Linked DNA regions of Sus scrofa: all the other regions are linked to region 3. Evidence: chromatin contacts called from public HiChIP or PLAC-seq data. All regions are on one chromosome and are shown on one strand. The core of a region is the stretch at or near the end of the contact, and the rest is flanking DNA. Distances in the headings are between cores, read along the strand shown. Region 1 has its middle 140 kb from the start of PIK3R1. Region 2 has its middle 130 kb from the start of PIK3R1. Region 3 has its middle 320 kb from the start of PIK3R1.

Evidence for each region. HiChIP or PLAC-seq counts read pairs in DNA pulled down with a chosen protein or histone mark.
Region 1: a contact with region 3 is called in an H3K27ac HiChIP or PLAC-seq map of alveolar macrophages. The contact joins two enhancer-like sites. A contact is called at or near these places in 2 of 2 datasets of contacts at active chromatin or transcription factors (alveolar macrophages and skeletal muscle).
Region 2: a contact with region 3 is called in an H3K27ac HiChIP or PLAC-seq map of alveolar macrophages. The contact joins two enhancer-like sites.

What each region holds. Positions count from the first base shown.
Region 1 is chr16:46,291,154-46,293,853 of Sscrofa11.1, forward strand. No RefSeq gene overlaps it. Among named protein-coding and RNA genes, the nearest start is that of PIK3R1, 140 kb to the right of the region's middle. Within about 2 kb of position 1,313, at least 19 of the 83 cell types and tissues checked have an H3K27ac peak or open chromatin away from gene starts, as enhancers often do. A contact at or near this core is called in alveolar macrophages, where this site is marked.
Region 2 is chr16:46,308,104-46,310,803 of Sscrofa11.1, forward strand. No RefSeq gene overlaps it. Among named protein-coding and RNA genes, the nearest start is that of PIK3R1, 130 kb to the right of the region's middle. Within about 2 kb of position 1,303, at least 13 of the 83 cell types and tissues checked have an H3K27ac peak or open chromatin away from gene starts, as enhancers often do. A contact at or near this core is called in alveolar macrophages, where this site is marked.
Region 3 is chr16:46,117,154-46,119,853 of Sscrofa11.1, forward strand. No RefSeq gene overlaps it. Among named protein-coding and RNA genes, the nearest start is that of PIK3R1, 320 kb to the right of the region's middle. Within about 2 kb of position 1,433, at least 6 of the 83 cell types and tissues checked have an H3K27ac peak or open chromatin away from gene starts, as enhancers often do. A contact at or near this core is called in alveolar macrophages, where this site is marked.

The sequences.
Region 1 (2,700 bases), core at 63-2,562, 170 kb after region 3:
AGTACAAAGTCATGTTTTGTGGGCTTTCGTTACAAGGGAGGAGGTAACTAGCTAAGAGAGTTTCAGCACAGACTTCTTATATTGACCTTAAGACACAGAAATGAAGGTGTTCCCTGGTTGCCTAGAGGATTAAGTATCCGGCGTTGTCACTCCTGTATGGCGGAGGTTCAGTCCCTGGCCCAGGAACTTCCACATGCCATGAGCATGGCCAAAAAAAAGGACACATAAAATGAAGACAAGGCACCTCCAGTCCCCCACAGGGCACTATCACACGTGTGCATGCACACACATGCACATGCATGTACACATGCACATACACATGTATACACATGCATGCACACACATCTGCTTCACTACCTGAAATAAAACTTTTACATATACAGTGTTTATGAGAACAAACTTTTATTTAAAAAAAAATCCTGAACTTCACAAAAATGGGTCTTTCCACTCCCACCAACAAGCTAATTTCTGCTGTCCTCACTCTTCTGCACTGTTTGTGAGTGGAAATCTGAGGCAACCCTCAGGCTCCAGCTTCCTCCACAAACAACACAGGCAAACAGGTTCCAGGCAGTTGCCCTGACTTTCTTCTCCTGCCCCTTGTGCACCCCCTTCCTGCTCAAATGCCAACAGAAAACCAGCACTTCCTCCAATGTATTCCTTTCTTTCTGCTCTGGTCATGAATGAGTTAAACTTTCTGCCTTCCAACCCAGCCTCACCCCTTAATAATCTTGCTAATATATAACTTATCTTTAGAGAAAGAGATAAGAAGACCCAATCAGTAAAAACTTGTGCTTAGAACAAAGCTCTGACTTAATCGCTAGAACCAGGAGCAAGTTAGATGAAATGGAGAATTTGGCTGAGGCCAAAATCTGGAGCTGCTATTGGGGCAAAGTGAGTGGGATTATGTGTTGGATTCAGGGTAGGTGAGCAGAGGAAATTAGCCTTGCTTCTGGGTCCCATTAGGAGAGCTGGACTCTCCACTTTGCATTCCTTGAATAGCTCTGACCAGCAACCTGAAGTTTGACCAGAAGCCAGCAGGATCTGGAGCACCCAGCCAAGCAAGCTACCCTTTTTTTCCTGGTTCACAGTATCTCTAGGTTTCTGAATATGAACTTCCCTTATTTCAAAGGATGAGAACTGAATTTTCTAATTCTAACTAGAATTTATAATTCTAACTGAATTTTCTAATTCTAATTCTAACTCTTTACAAAGAGCAAGGTGGACACACCGCACCCCACAGCCTGGGTTCTATCTGCCTTGGCCGCTGTGCCATGGTCAGTCCAGAGTAGCAGAGAGGAACTGACTCAGAGCTCTGCTGCCTGCCAGGGACTCAAGTGACCAAACCAAATGGCCATAGGGAGTCACTGTCTTTCCTGTCCATCTCAAGGACTGTAGAAATCAGTGGGAGCTCAATTCGCATAAAGAATCTACTTTCACTTTGGAAAACAGTATGTTTTTATTTTTGCTAATTACCAACATGCAAAAAGCCTAATCGTGAAAGCAAAAGCATAATTTGAACCGAACCGATGGAGTTCGGGTCATCAGATCGTATACACCCCAGTGTTTTGTCTTCTTGAACATAACAATCTTCAGTTGGTCAGATGTTTAATATTTTAAGAGGGCATGGCAGTTTTGTTTTGTAATATCCTCAGTGGTGGTACCTCTTTATTCTTTGAGGGTGGATTTGGTTTTTGAAGGTAACCGAGAGTCACTTGGACTTAAATCTGAAGACTGCAATGGTCATCAGGTTGGGTTTCTGTGGTAGGCAAAATAAATGGCCCCTGGAGTTCCTGTCATGGCTCAGCAGTAAGGAACCCGACTAGTATCCATCAGGTTGAGGGTTCGATCCCTGGCCCCACTCAGTGGGTTAAGGATGCAACATTTCCATGAGCTGTGGTGTAGGTCACAGACGCAGCTCTGATCTGGCATTGCTGTGACTGTGACATAGGCCAGCAGCTGCAGCTCTAATTCAACCCCTAGCCTGGGAACTTCCATGTGCCACAGGTGCAGCCCTAAAAAAGAAAGAAAGAAAAACAAAAAGAAAAGAAAATGTCCCCAATAACCCCTGCCTCCTGGTATTGACACTCTTATATAATCCCTAATACCTGCCTTGGGCTGGACTCACTTCTTAGGAAGAGAAAACAGATCACTTCCAAGAACAGGTTACAAAACATTTGTGGCTTCCATCTCATTCCACTGTCTACCTGTCCATAGCTGTCCTCCTTTTTGCTTTCTGAGGGAAGGACTTGCCATGTTGAGAGCTGCCTTAAAGAGAGGCCAGAAACTGAGCCCTGCAGCTGGCAGCCAGAGGCCCGGAGGTCTGCTAACAGCCATTGCAGTGACCTTGGAGTATACCTTCTCCAGTCAAGCCTTGAGACCCTGCAGGCCCAGCTGGCAGTGAGACTGCAGCCTGGGGCACCCTGTACCAGAGGACCCACATAAACAACACCCAGAGTCCTGACTCACAGAAACTGTGAGATAATAAGTGTTTGTTGATTTCAAGCTGCCTTTTTTTTTTTTTTTTGTCTTTTTTTTTGTATTTTGTAGGGCCACACCCATGGCATATGGAGGTTCCCAGGCTAGGGGGTTTAATTAGAGCTGTAGCTGCCAGCTTACACCACAGCCACAGCAATGCCAGGTCTGAGTCACGTCTTCAAACTACACCACAACTCACAGCAATACCAGATCCTTAACCCACTG
Region 2 (2,700 bases), core at 53-2,552, 190 kb after region 3:
AGGAGGATTATGTTCACTTTCGGGAGTTATTTTTCAAGAGGAATATTTATAGAAAATCAGCCATGAGCGTAAAGACTCTACCCATGGTATATAAAGAACAATTTAAGGGCTCAAGGGTGCCCAATGATTCCGTTACATTTAAGGACAAAGTCTGAAAGCATGCACCATCTGTACCATCACTCTTTCTTCTTTTGTCCAGGGCAGACATTATTGATCAATCATGATTCTCTTTCCTATGGCATTTGCCCAGCATAGCTCTCCAGGCAGCCACAGTCCAATCTATTTGGAATTGGTAACCAAGACAAAACTTATTAGTTGTTCTGCCTGTAAGGGAGGTATAACTTTTCCCAATGAAATATTTGTGATATTAAAAAAAAAAAACTAACTAAACTAGCCCTATCTAGTTCTAGAGGATAAAACTAGAACCTGCGAGTAATAAAAATCCAAGATAATATTTTAATGGTAGTAACTGTCGTCCAAATATCAGGCCTTGGAATGTAGGGAGTCTGGAGGACCACCCGCCAAGGATTAGGGGAGGAAATATCCTTGTTAGGTGGGAGATTGGACTGGATAGTGGCTAAATTTCATCCATCCCTAAAGTTCAATGGATCTTTTCTTGCTTGGCTTTGCTAGTTAGGGCCAGGGAGGCGGGCTAGTAAGAAAGGCTGCAAAGCAAATGTTTACCTTTCAATTGCAGTTATTTCACTGAGAAAGATAACAGAAAACCAGAACCAAAAAAAAAAAAAAAAAAGACAATGGGCAAGCACAAAGAGATAAAATGATGATCTTTAACCTCAATAACAATAGCAACAAAACCCCTTTTTTTAGCTTTTGGGCACTCTTTGACTTTCATTTATGTTAGTTCTTTCCTATTCCCACATACTTTAACCCCCCTCTTTTGGTCAGAAGCCAATTAACTTTGTTAAAAACGGCAGATGCCAGAAGCTTCGCTTAGTGTATTCCAAGACTTGCAAATTCCTTCCCTAATGACATAGTAGAAACTCTGTCGCCACAGTTAAGAGCAGACTAGAGACAATTATTATATTTAAGTCGTGCTTTGCAGGTTATCATGCCCACATCTGCAAGCTATTCCCTTTGTAAAGCCTTTGGGGTCATTTGCCACAGAAAACTCACTGGATAAGTTCCAGCAGCTGCATGAGGACCCATAGCTGAGACTCTTCACTGTGGCTCCAGAAGACAAACTGAGAACTTTCTTTTCAGCAACTCCACACCCACTTCTCAGAGCCAGGCTCCTCTTATCGAGACAGGAAATCTATGCTTGGGATGGAATGAAGGGGCGGTTAGGAACAAATCCTCCAGCAGCCGCGGACCCAGGCTTGTGCAAGGCGAGAGGCCCATCCAGAGAGCTGGTCAGCTTGAGGGCTCTCCTCTGAATCATCTCCCTGTCATCTGTAGAGGAAGACAGCAACAGGACAGGACCTCTGCACAGGACAGTATTTGCAAGCAAATCAGAGAACATGCTGCGAATCACTGAATGCTAGAGTGTTGGCATCCACGGCCTGCAGTGAGGACAGCTGCTCTGGGCCTTGGCGCCCACGTCTGTAAAATGGGGATAGCAATGCCTAATCTTCATGCCCTTGGCACTGGCAAGATTAAAGTAAATAACCATCAAGAGAGCACGTGGAAAGAGTTGTAAGCATTATACAATTCTTAGGATTGTTATGAATACGAACATTGTTTTGAGCCTGTTAGGTTTTGTATTATGATAATTATTTTAAAACCAAGCTGAACTCAAGACCAGTGTCACTGTAATGCTCTTGCCTGGGACTTTGATCAAGTCCATCCTTTCCAAGTTCATCCCTCTCTGAGTTTATCCAGTTTCTGCTGTCCTTGTGTTGACCCTTTGAGTTCCTCACTTAAAAACTGAGGATCAGGGGAGTTCTTGTTGTGGCTCAGTGGTTTAAGAACCAACATAGTGTCTGTGAGGATGTGGGTTTGATCCCTGGCCTTGCTCAGTAGACTCAGGATCCAGTGTTACCGCAAGGTCCCAGATGCGGCTCAGGCCTGGCATTGCTGTGGTTGTGGCCGGCATAGGCTGTGGTGGCTGGCATAGGCCCACAGCTGAGGCTCCAATTTGACCCCTATACTGGGAGCTTCCATCTGCCACAGGTGCAGCCCTAAAAAGAAAAACAAAACAACCTGAGGTTCCGTTCTGGGGATACATGTGGCATACATATTCATGCAGACTTAGAAAATCACACTTCTGCCTGCTGACCTTTGGGACACCCCCTTTGACTTCCATTCCATCCTGCCCTTGTCCATCCCATCCACCCCCATCTCCCTCCCCAGTAAGTTAGAGTTAATTGTATCTACCTGTGTTCTGTCTCTGCTACCAAATATGCATTTGCAAGCTATGCTGATACCTCTGTTTCTCCTGGACTGATTATTCTGGTAGTTTATTTTTTCCCCTTTTAATCTTAGTCCTTTACATCTCCATTTGCTTCTATCTGCCTGAATTTTTACTTTACTTCAAAGAGAGAACCAGAAAAGAAAAGAAATTAAAAGTCTTAAAAACTATTTAGCAAGTATGTAGAAAAAATATCCCTAGTACATAGGGAAGGGAAAAAGAGGAAGAGGCTAGGGTTGCACCACGAGTAAAAAGAGGTTTGAAGATACCATTTCATGTGGTGGTAGTGTCACCAATTACCATATATTCGCTGCTTAAGACTGTGGCAAAGC
Region 3 (2,700 bases), core at 183-2,682:
GTCATGGCTCAGTGGAACCAAATCTGACTGTCATCCAAGAGGACACAGGTTTGATCCCCAGCCTCACTCAGTGGGTTAAGGATCTGGCGTTGCTGTGAGCTGTGGTGTAGGTCGCAGACACGCCTCAGATCTGACATTGCTGTGGCTGTGGCGTAGGCCACTGGCTATAGCTCCAGTTCAAACCCTAGCCTGGGAAACTTTATATGCCACAGGTGCAGCCCTGAAAAAAAAAAAATAAGTAAGCTGCAGAGCCTGATAAAGGAGAGAGAAGTATGCACCAATAGGCCTGAGAAAACCTGGGAGATACATAAATGTCTCAAACACAACACCGTATTATTTAGGGGTTTAAGTTTGGAGAATACAGAACTTGCCTATGAAAAAAGGCTGGTCAATACTTATTTTAACTGAATAAAGTAGAAAATATAGAGACTTTCACCCAGAAAGAAAAGCTGAATAAAGTAAGGGGTGGTTAGATGCACTTGTGAGTGGGAATCCAAATGCAATAGATAAATTTATTTTCTTTAAATTTCCAAACCAGTAGCGTATTTCTGGGCAGAGTTCAACACTGACACTGGAGCATCTCACTAATTTTGGAGCCTCACCACCACTTACTAATGGCTGCTCACCCAGCACTAATGTAGGCTGTGTTCCACGCAGCCCAGGAATGAAGTGGCCATTATGGAAATAGAGCAGATGTGGTTAAAGGCAGCAGCACACCATACCCAAAGCTCCCAAAATAAACTCGCTTACATAATATGCAAAAACTCCCAATCACTCCCTCAGCTTCTCTTGGCAGAACAAGCTGATTCTATCAAGAGGAAATATTACATTATCCAAGATAAGGAACTCTACTCACGAGTCACTCCTACAATAACTCTCTTTATGAACTTCCATTGGAAAGATCTTTTTTTGACCCCTTTCACTACACAGAAACAGTAGTTGTGAGAATCAAATTGGTCAGCAGAAACAAAAGATGATGCCACAGAAACTCCCCCACTCACCTGTTTCCCCATCAAGCATTTGCTTCATTTGAAAACAGGTCCTTCTGAAAGTCAGTGTAGCACTGCTTATTTGGACATTATGTTTTATTCAGAGTTGCCCACCCCTTGCTCTCATCTTTATATCGTAAATTCATTTTGAGGGCAGGGATCTGACTGCTCACAAATTTTGCCTATTGGAGTGTTCTTTCAAACAGAAAGCAAAAGTAGTGTTTTTTGGTAACAAGAATAACAACGATGATGAAGAGGGCATGAAAACACTTTGGGAGTGTCTGATGCAGCCCAGGGCAGAAAGTCTGCTGGTGGGTCAGAGCTGGTGACATGACACAGTCATGGAAGAAGCCCCCTATACAACTGCTATGGTTAGAACAGGCTCTTCCTGATTTTAAATGTCTATGCATCAAATGACTGGTTAGCCAAGAAATGTGGTTATAGTGTCTGACTCATTAAAAAAAAAGTGTATTTTCCTCCTTGACTTTTCTGTTTCTCTGTATACAATCCAGATCCCCTTACTGTATTTTATCACTTGTTCTTATTGTTGCAACAAACATAAGAAAGTCAAAGTGTTGCATGTGCTGCTGTATAGTACTAAGGAGAAAACCCCTGGGGAACACATTTGCTGCAGCCCAAACCACATAGCCATCATTAGGCACCAGCAAAGCAATGAGAGGGAGGAAGAAATGGCATTAGTGGGGATGACTGTTCCTTTAAGGGTGTGCAAAACCACAGGCAGGAAATAGGGAGCCCAAACATTTGTGTTTGCTGCAGAGGAAATCACTCATCCTCAGCCCCTCATCTTTGGCCAGGCAGAGCTCCGATCACCTATTCCTGAGTCAAGAAGGGGCAGAGAGCACGGGGAAGGGCAGTACAAAGAGATTGCTCACATGGAGGGGGCATTCCCACATGTGCCAGAGGTCCCCTTGGTAATGATAACAATAGCCATCATTTTTTATATATATAATGATTTTTAATTTTTTTCCATTATAGCTGGTTTACAGTGTTCTGTCAATTTTCTACTGTACACCATGGTGACTGAGTTACACATACATGCATACATTTTTTTTTCACATTATCATACTCCATCATAAGTGACCAGTGCTACACAGCAGGATCTCATTGCTAATCCATTCCAAAGGTAATAGTCTGCATCTATTAACCCCAAGCACCCCATCCATCCCACTCCCTCCCCTCCCCCTGGGCAACCACAAGTCTACTTTCCAAGTCCATGATTTTCTTAAAAATTATAATTGATTTACAATGTTGTGCCAATTTCTGCTATATAGCAAAGTGACTCAGTTGTGCACATAGATATACATTCTTTTTTTCATACTATCTTCGATCATGTTCTATCACAAGAGAATAGATATAGTTCCCTGTGCTATACAATAGGAACAATAACCACCATTTATGAACCTTTGATATGCGCCCGTCTCTGAGCTACGTGCTTTCTGTACACAATCTGATTTAATCCTTACAACCCCCCTTATGAGGTAGGTCTAATTAACCTTCAAAAAATCATTTATTGGTTTATTTTTCTCTACAAAACACATTAGTCATTCATTTAAATATCTGACTTCATTAGAAGCCATGTTAACACTTTTTCTCCCTCTTGCCATAAAAACACACTAAGAAATTTCCTTTGAAAACAAACAGCTATGACCTAGTGTTCTGGTTTCCTCTCCCTCAGCTAATGTGCACCTCA